Regions from separate parts of the Anas platyrhynchos genome. Here region 1 is linked to region 2. Evidence: chromatin contacts called from public Hi-C data. All regions are on one chromosome and are shown on one strand. The core of a region is the stretch at or near the end of the contact, and the rest is flanking DNA. Distances in the headings are between cores, read along the strand shown.

Region 1 (4,931 bases), core at 450-2,949, 41 kb before region 2:
AAAATAACAGAATTCCTGTGATCAAACTTGTTTTTCACTTATTACCAAGTGCAAACTACACCCCGCAACCCGATAACCTTGAGAAACAAGACTAAACCAAGCTGCTTATTTACAGATAAATATTTTCATGGGACCTGAATTTATATGCATCAAGGAAAGCATACCTGAGGGTATATTTTTCCTTCATTTCTTTTCCATCACTGAGTTACTGCTAGAGAGAAGGCAGAGTTTTAACAACAGTCATTTATTTCTTTGTATGTTCTCACAAACGCTTTTTCAGTCCTAAGTGGAAGACATTCCAAAATGCTGGCTAAAGGTAAAAGACAACAATATAATTAGGATCAGATTAGAAGTTCTGCCAAGTTTCTCCTAAAATTACTGTCATTGTAGAGTGCACAGTGCAGATGTTACCCATATATTCAGGGCTAAGGGTTTTTATGGTTGTTAAAGACTCTTTCTTAAGTATCTGTAAAAGATAGTTCAAGTGGACAAGAAAAAGCTCAGAAGGTTCTAGTTGACTACAATGGGGCATGGAAAATATATTCAGGTTCATAGGGTTAAAAAAGTGAAACTAGCTTATTGAGTATGGAAGCTCAAAGAGACACATTTTCTTAGCAGGTTTACAGGGATCGTGTTCCATAGGTCCTCTGGGGAACTACATGAAATTGAGAATTTTCCTTACACCGAGCTCTTGGAGCAGATTTTATGTACTGGTGTGGAAGAAGCAAAAAAGGGAAATACCATGGCACTCATGGGCTGTCCAAGGACTTCTGGAGGTCTTGGAATTGGCACAAGTCTCTACCTTCTATGCAAACAGTAGCACAAATATCACAGTTTGGTTCTGAACATGTCTACACAGTTTTGACACCATATAGCAATGTACAATGCCCTACAGTCTACAGAGCTGCAGAGCCGTGCTAGAGCTACCTTTGTTGGAATAAAAGGTCAGAAAAAGTTGGGAAGCAAGCAGATGGATGGATAAAAATTTTTATCTCTCTGTGAAATGAAAGGCATGAAATTGATGCTAAAGTTATTGTGAAAAGTCTTTGCTATCAAGATATGACTTCAGGCTGATGGTCCAAACGCTGAGTCAATACTCAGAATAAGCATGCATTGAGGGCTTCTCTCACAGCAAATGCTCAATGACTCACAAGATAAGGTCTTAGTGTATGAATTATGATGGAGTGAGGTCTGCAGATAAAAGGCTCATCCCACCGTTTAATGGAAGTGCTCGGAGCTGGTAAAATTTAGGTTTCACCCAACAGTGCCAAGGATAACTGAATGAAAGGTGAGCCCTGTAACAGACATAAAGGATAATCACAAAGAAATAAAGATTGAGAAACCTGTAAACAGACCCTCTAATCTATGTTTAACATCTACTTACAGCACTGAGTAACAGACTGGGAAAGTTTATCATTTATTTTTCTATTATTATATATCCATTTTACCTTTAAATTTGGAAAAAAAAAAATCTCAAAAAAAAAAAAAAGTGCAAAAAGCCCACAAAAGGACACCTGAGGGTAAAAGGTTGTTCTTTATAACTTGCAAAGCTAACATTGTATAACAGGAGTAAATGTCAAAAAAAAAAAAAAAAAAAAAAAAGTGTACAGTGCTAGCAAAAAGGCATTACTCATAGCCTGATATAAACAAGTAACAACTCCCATCTGGCAACAAAAGTCTTTGCAAAGGGAAATACACTAAAACTACTGCCGTTGATAACTGAGGCCTGTTATGGGAAATGCCTGCAGGATCCAACTGTGATTGCAGCAAAGGGAGGGGAAATGACATGCTCATGTCCAAAATAGGCTGGAGTCCAACAGCATTTGAGGCATTTCAAAATAGCACACATTCAAAAATGAAAAGCAAGTAAAAGTGGACAGTGGATACAGCACAGTTCAGGCAGCTGAGCTCTGAGATGGCTCCTTGCCCCTGACTTTCTCGCGTCTGAGCATCTGTGTTGCCACCAGCCCCAACACCCCTGTTTCAGAGCAGAGAGGAGCAGAGTGAGGTGGAAGTGGTTCAAGTGGAAAAATACAGGTAAAAATCCATAGGAAAAGAAAAATAGAAACTAAATATTAGAAATTTTAGTTAATTCACAAGAAGAGATTCTCATTCATATAGAGCTTGAGCCAGAGCCTACTGAAGCCAAAAAGAGCCTTGCTGTGAGATTCAGTGGGCTTTGGCTCATGTCCATAGGCTAAACGCTTTCTCTGGCAAGTCTACAGAGTGATTCAGCCCCAAAGTGCTCAGAACAGCCAAATTCAAAAGCTCTATTCATATTCTAAAAAAGGCAACTGGACATCATTCCATGGTCCCAGTTGCATAATTGTCTTCAAACAGGTGGCAGCAACAACATCCATCATCAGCCAGAAAACCAAAGAGAAAGTCAGAAGCCCGTGCTAGAACAAGATTTTACATCTAACACTCATATCATGGAACCAATTTATCAGTTTCCATTGAGATTACTGTCTTTAAAAGCACTGTTGAGTCTTTTATTTATTTATTTATTTATTTATTTATTTATTTATTTTCCCCTCTGATTTCACTGCAGAACTAATATTATCTCACAGGAAATCATACAAGCATGTGGAACTGATACTCAAACGGTAGCAGGCATGGTAAGATACTTTAGGATCTTTCCATTAGTAGAAGAAGAATGATAGCTAAATATTATATATTTTTGGATAAAGCCAAGAGGAGACTGGAGAAGAGTATGTCTCACAGAACAGGAATTTCTGGTGGGCAGAAGAGAGTTATTTCTACATATTCCCCAGGAAGGGTGAAAATGAATAGGCACAAATATACATTATTGGGTCCATATTTTGCAAATGGAGCTTTTTCAAAAGATGATAGCTTCCAGCCTGTACAAGACTAATACCCTAAATACCAAATCACACCATAACAAGCATACACACAGTGAAGAATAATGGAGAATGGAAGGAAGCAGCCAGTCCGTCACACAAGCTTCTGTCAGGGTCTTCTAGTATGGGTAAGAGAAGGTTGAATAATATGCAAACCACATCACACAGAGGCTAAAATGCAAAGAGCACAATTTGCAATCCCCAAGCAGAAGATGTTTCAGTCGCTATTTAGTTTTATAGCTGGATCAAGTATTTGCGGTTAATATATTTCCATATCCCTACAGCCCTTAGGAAATTTAAAGGGAAAAAGTACTTCAAGTTTACCTATATGGTGGGGGACAAACTAAAAAGTAATTTAAAAATAATAATAATTATAATTTATATTTTTATTTTGAAAATTTTGAAATTGAAACACTTGTTTGGCAGAGCTGAAATGTCTATTCATTTTTTTTCTAATTTTACTTTTCCTTTCAAAACAGCATTATTTAGCTTTAAAATAACTCAGACGACAATAAAAAATAAATAAATAAATTATACAACCCTCAAATTAAATTAGGTTTTGAATTTAGCTTAAAATTTGAATAGTTTCTCTTCTGCTGAACTCAGACTCTTCCCTCCTCACACTCCCCTCTAGCTTTTCAGATTTGAGCCAATGAACAAAAACATCTATTATAAACCCATGTTGTGTGAACAATGACATAGGGTGTATCTGCAGTGCAGTGATGTTCCAAGAGAACAGGCAATATCTTAACAGGGGAAGAAGAGCTCCTTATGAGAATAACACTGCTAACTCTCTGTTTCTCTCTGCTTGTTGTAAATTTGTAAATTCCTGTTCATGCAAGATCAATGCATGAAACACACCTTCGCTCTCTTTAGACAATATTTTTTACTCATTTCCTACTGTTGTGAACAAGTACAGGACAATACACCATCAGCACTATGGGTTCACAACATGAGCAAATATTGGTGTTACAGCACAAAGTTCTCCTAGAAACCCCTGGATGAGAGAAAGACAATAATAAAGTTAACTTTCCAAACAATTGAAAGGCCAAGTTTTCATTGTTGGTGGAGAAATCCTGGTTATGCTTTAAATCGTCAAAAAATTACCAGAGACTTCAATTGGAATGGGAATGCAAGTATGCACCAGCCTCCCTACGGACAATTTATTTCCTTTTGTCTTGAATTTAACTTAAGGTATTTTTTCTGTTGTTGTTTTGGTTTGGTTTAATAAACATTTCCTTTTTTTTCTTCTTTCCTGGGCAAGGACACATGAAGGAAACCCCGAGGGACCTGATATTTTTCCATCCCAGCTGCTCCAGCTGAACTACAGCTACAAAAAAAAAAATAATAATAAAAAAAAAAAAAATCTAAGTATTGTTTCTATAAACTGTTAAGTGCATTTTATAACACAATAATTCCCACAAAATCAGTAACTGCAGTTAATGACCGGTTTGTTAAGGCATTAACTGCACTCAGCTGGGAATGACCAATTTCTCTGGAATGGCTGTATAAGAACTAAGGATAATTCAGTAACACTTTCAAATAATTATTTGGTTAATTAATGGTAAATTCTTTTGGAAATCCTATCAAAGTACTTGTGACCCCCATATTTAATATCCAATGAGTTCATTATGATTCATGTTTTATTGCCATAAATACCAGAAGAATCCATAATGACTAGGCCATTATTTTCCAGGGCTGCCCTTACTGCTTTAGGCCATTTGGCTATTCCACCTTCAGTTATAAAATTCTGGATGCTCAAAACTACTAGCGTTTGTAGGCCACAACTTTCTGACACCCCACCAAAACTTTGGTGATTTTTATGAACACATTTGGCAAAGACCTTTTTTCTTCTATTTCTCTTGCTTTTTCTGGTTAGGGGAATTATTGATGCCTACCATACCAACGCATAAGGAAGCCTTTCTTGCAGTGTCTGCTTTTTCATGTGTGGCCTTCAGCCGTGGTCACAAATAGCAAAAAAGGTATTGCTTCTATGCTTCGGAAAGTTGTTCTTTGGTGAGGTAATTGGCAGGGATTTAAATTTTTGCAGCCATGTTTCTGAGCAATGAC
Region 2 (5,042 bases), core at 22-2,521:
AATTCTGTCTTCACAAGGTTTTGCAGCGATCAGTGTTCTCTTGCATAGTTTCACAACTCTAGATGTTGAGACGCTTATTATTTTAGAATCAAATGACCTGAAAAATCATCATGGCTTCTATTTTGCTGATGATTTACATGAACGCAGGGTCCCTTGGGGACCACGCACGCACAAAGTTATTGTTTCATTCTACCATACATGGAGAACAATGTCTGCCATCAGAAAGGAGTGAGATGTAACTTCCTAGTATTCATAAAAATACATGTAACGAGGATCTTGCATACAAAGCAGAGAAGTTTGAGGGCTTTGAAACGCCACGAACCAAGGTTAAAAAAAAAAAAAAAAAAGTGCCTTTTCAGCATAATTTGGGAATCGCAGCCAGGCTTAGTTCCTCACGTCGTAAGAGTGACTAAAAATAAACAGGGAAGCGGCTGGGCAGCGTGTATTGACTCAGGCTGTATTTCACCAGCACTCTTCCCGGCCACTTTTCCGGGGCGAGGTACCCACGGCTTCACTTACCTTTGGACTTTTCCCCCTCCCGACACCCCAAGCTCGGCGGTACCCGCGGCACAAGGCACCGGCCCCCGCCAGCACCGCCTGGGCCCCGCTCTGGGCGCTACAGAGCCTCGGGGGCAGCCGGGATCCGGGCGCCACCGACCCCAACCGGAGCCTGAGGGCGGCCGCGCGGTGCCTCCAGAAGAGGAACCGGGCCCCGTCCTGCCCCGACGGCTCCTCACGGGGGCGGAACCAGCCCCGAGAGCGACCCGGGGGCCCCGCGGCCGGGCTTTGTCTGCGGAGCGGGGCGGATCGGATCGGGGTGTGTGTGTGGGGGGGGGGGGGGCTCCGCGCACAGCCCGGGGGGCGCCCGCTGCCCCTCGCTGCCGGGCCGCCCTCCCTCACCTGCCAGCAGCTCCTGCAGGCTCTGGCTGAAGGTCTGCAGCTGCCGCTCGTTCATCAGCCCCTTGGTCCGCAGGAACTTGGAGATGAAGCCCACGGCCGCGGCGATCTCGCGTATCATGCTGGCCCGGGTGTACAGGGCGGGATGCATGGAGGCGGCGGCCGGCGGGGGCGCTCGGTCGGGTCGGGTCTGGTCGGGTCGGGACGGGACGGGTCTGGTCGGGCCGGGCTCGGCTCTAACTGGGCGAGGCGCGGGCGGCGGCGCCCAGCTCACATGGCGGGGGCGGCAGCCTCCGCCTCCTCCTCCTGCGGCACGGCGGCAGCGGCGGCGGCGGCCGCGGCAGCGCTGCCCGCATCTCCTGCGGCGCGGGGCGAAGGGAGCCGCCCGCCGCGCGCCGCCTCTTATAGCCGCCCGCGGTAGGAAGTGGCGTCGGGGAACCGGGGGCGCGCCGCCGCCAATGGGGCGATCGCACCATTGTGACGGAGCCGGGCGCAGGGCGGGGGCAGAGCGGGGAGGGGAGGGGAAGGAGGGGAGGGAGGGGAGGGAGGGGAAGGGGGGGTGGGGGTGACGTAATCGGTTGTAAACAAATAGAGCGGGGGCGCGCGGCGCGCGGGGGTGCGCAGGGCACGGCGCCGCGCTGTATCCGGGGAGAGCAGCGACACGTCAGCCGCACGGCCCGCGGGAGCGCGCCCCGCCGCGGCACCGGGCGGGCTGCTGCCGGAGAAGGGTGGGAGAAGGGAGAGGGGAAAGCACCCCCGCGAGTGCAACGCCAAAGGGGGGATGAGAACAGCAGCGTGTTCTGTGGAGAGCTCCAAGTGCGGCTTTTTTTTTTCTTTTTAAGGTGGAAAATTCGCTCTTCCCCTCGGTTATTGCACACCCTGCTCCTACGCGAAGCTGCAAATGCAACGCAGCCTGGTGTTTTGGTGTTTACATGTTCGCTGCTTCCAGCCGGAGAGCAGAAGCACAACCACTGGAGGCACATTTAAAAAAAAAAAAAAAGTCTTTTTATTTTTTTTTTCAGCAAAAATAAATTAATAACGAACTACATAAAAATAAATCAGTGAAATAATTTGAATAAAAGGTGAAAATACAGCACTTGGGGTGGTGTGATGTTGGAGGTGTACCTGAACAGCGCTTCCAGCCTGCTTCTCCGCGCTCAGGAGCGATTCTATCCCAGGCACTCAGCCTCAAGGGGCTCTGGCTCTCTAAGCACAAGAGGGATCTGCAAAATACCTTCAAAAGATAATCTTGGGAGCTTAAGTCCACAGCTTTACTGCATACTAAAAACCTTGGTGTACTTTCAGAGCGCGGTCTCATCTATTGTTCCGCCACCAACCTCTGAGTATATCTCGTTAGCGATCACAGGCTGTCCTGTCCTGTGAGAAGGGAGGAGCTGGCAGGCTGACCCCTTTTCTTGCTGCTCCACAGGTATCAGCCATCCCTTCTTCCCCAGTGCTTCCCCAGCATGTGTAAGAAACAGCCAGAGCAGCCATTTCTGATCAGGTTGGCATTTGCTGTTTCCTTTCAGACCTCAAAGCAGCAGATGACTCTCTTTTACAACCAGGTCAGTCAACCTACAGGAAAAGCCCACTTCTCTCATACAAAATTGACCTTACTGACAGAGCTTCTCAGTTACAACAAAATAACTACTGGAAATAGTTTAACAACAACAAAATAATAATAATAATGAGTGTAACATGCATGTGGCACTTGCCACCTCTGCTTGGATCCAAGCTTCATCTGGGCCAGTTTCTCAGCTCCCCTCCTTAGTGCCAACCAGCATCAAACACTCAGAAGGAGTTTTAGGAACTCCAAAGTAGATAAGTGGTCTTATGTAGGAGCACCCTAAAACAGGTTTAACAAGCTCTCCTCAGCTTGCCACAGCTGTTATGGAGAGCAAGACTGTTCAGATCAGATTTGAATCATCATACTTGAATTTTACATGAAGAAAATGGCAGCATGCACCTTGTCCCACACTCTGTGAGAGAGGGAGAAATTTCATTTTTTTTTTCATTTTTATTTTAAACTTTATCAAAGGTCTTCCCTCAAATGACCTGCAATTCAATAAATTCAGACCATTTTGCCGATCAAGAAGTTCTGATAGTTTTGATTGCTTCTAAACCATTACAGCACCTATAAGGAGGGTCTTGTCTGTGGAAAGGATAAATGACTGTGCACATAGATCCAGTCTGCCAGTGAGGAATGAACTCCCTTGGTGTTCTTACTGCAAAGCAGCAAGCAGTTCAAATGTAACTTTGAGGCTAAGGCTCGGTGAGATACCTGCCAGCAGGACCTCGTCTCTGGCCGTGGGAGGGAGCAAGGCAGAAGGAGCTTCTGATGCAGAGAACTGTCTTGTTTTCCCAGTCTGGCCACGTCCGCCTCCATCTCAGTGCTGCAGGGGGATAGGTAAGGAGCTGCTGCCACTTCCTGACTGTGAAACACTCCAGAGAGCCTCATCTTCAACGTGTGCAGGCTCTTAGTGATGATGAAGTGTTTGGCAGACAGCTCACAGGATCAGGGAAAGTTGACTTTCCTTGATAGGACCTCACTGGAGAATGCCAGAGAAGCCAGTTATACCTTAGGATGGCTGCTGGTTTGTACCTTAGCTTTCTGCCAGAATGCCAATGTGTTTAAGTGATCTACTATTTTGCTCTGAGATTCTTTGGCACCTTTGCATTTTGGAGAAGACAAAGTGCTTCTTCTTTTCTCTGGCCAGGTCTCAGCTGTGCACCCCTGTCCTGGCAACTCCAGGCAGAGAGGAGAAAGTTTGCCTGGGCAATAGTGCAAGATACCCACTGATACCTTGACAGCAGGGTGCTGAAGAGGAGAAATGTAAACATTTAACAACTGCCTTATTCAGCCCATCTGATACTTTAAATGAAGCAGAGGCCCTAGGGAGAGAAAATAAAGAAAAGAGTTTGTGATCATGTAATTAAAGACTGTATCATAATGAATATGCACAGAAGGGTTGAATTAAGGTTGTACTGGCAACCCAGCTTCTGATATTTCCTAACTTTTAAGCAATACAATGCAACCTTTACAACATTTCTTTCATGTTGTTTTGGCAGGCACTGTTTCTCACTATTGGTTTGGAGAGAGCCTAGCGCTTTGTGAGTTCTGTCATCATGGAAACAAGTAATAGAAATACAACTACTTTTATCTGTGCCACACACACACATACACACCCTGTAACTATTGCAACACGCTCTTTTCCCAGCTTTTCTGAAGGAGGCTACTGCATGTTCTTCATGGTAAGTGGGAAGATTCAAGAGTTCAAAGGAGAAGAATGAGAAATGTTTGATTTTTTTAATTTATTCTGGTCCTAGAGTCTGAATTAATATATACCTGTTTATGAAAATAAATGCACTGCATGTGCAGCATGGATTTTTTTTTCCCATTTGAGAAAATATTCCTGACAGAATAAGGAAACACAGGAAAGTGTGAGGATGCTATAGGATTTTTTTTTTTTTGTGATATTTTCTTGAAGTCTTTCAGCATAGAAAAGAATTAGGTCTGTTCTCTTCCCACTCCACTGTGTTTCTAGCTATGATTTTACAGGGTTTAGCGTTGACCTAATAAAGAAGTAACAGCTGAAAAAAAAAAAAAAAAATTGTCTCCAAAAAGCTGTATATGTGCCTTAGCTTGACATAAACTTTCTCTCACCTGTTAGCTGAAGAGTACTGTTTGCAGTACTTATGATATATCATTAATCCATTCTTTTATAGAGTTTATTTTTATTGTAGGTTGATGTTATAAAACACCACATTATTTTTGTCATATAGCAAGCATTTGAAAGCTTATAGCAAAACATTGCCTCCTTGTTTTTTGTTTCTGCAGAGAAAAGCTCACCACGGGTTGCATAAAACATTTATTAATGTTTTAGCTCTCTCTAGCCTTTGCTCTGGATACCCAGTCACAGTAATAGAGACATTGAGCTGCTGTTCTATGAGGCAGCTGAAACCCGGGGTGTCTGTGTGCAGCCCTCTGTGTCCACACTGCTCCCCATAGCTGGGCTGTGAGTTCCCACCTTGTTCTGCAAAGTTTCCAAAGAGACATCTCAGAAAGTCTTTCTCGGAAAGACTTTGGTCACAAGGCTTGCGTTAAAAAGAAGACAGAAACATTTGGGCCACCTCACTGCTGAGTT

Evidence for each region. A called contact is a pair of places that touch in the nucleus more often than the background predicts.
Region 1: a Hi-C map of subcutaneous adipose tissue shows a contact between it and region 2, with 1.7 times the contacts expected there. The contact joins the enhancer-like site here to the promoter of BTG1 in region 2. A contact is called at or near these places in 3 of 8 Hi-C or Micro-C datasets (liver, skeletal muscle and subcutaneous adipose tissue).

The regions. Positions count from the first base shown.
Region 1 is chr1:48,067,894-48,072,824 of IASCAAS_PekinDuck_T2T, reverse strand. No RefSeq gene overlaps it. Among named protein-coding and RNA genes, the nearest start is that of BTG1, 40 kb to the right of the region's middle. Within about 2 kb of position 1,699, at least 2 of the 8 cell types and tissues checked have an H3K27ac peak or open chromatin away from gene starts, as enhancers often do. A contact at or near this core is called in subcutaneous adipose tissue, where this site is marked.
Region 2 is chr1:48,026,459-48,031,500 of IASCAAS_PekinDuck_T2T, reverse strand. BTG1 (BTG anti-proliferation factor 1) reads right to left here and starts at 1,271. Exons shown (of 2, transcript XM_027451891.3): 1 at 901-1,271. The coding sequence starts at 1,048.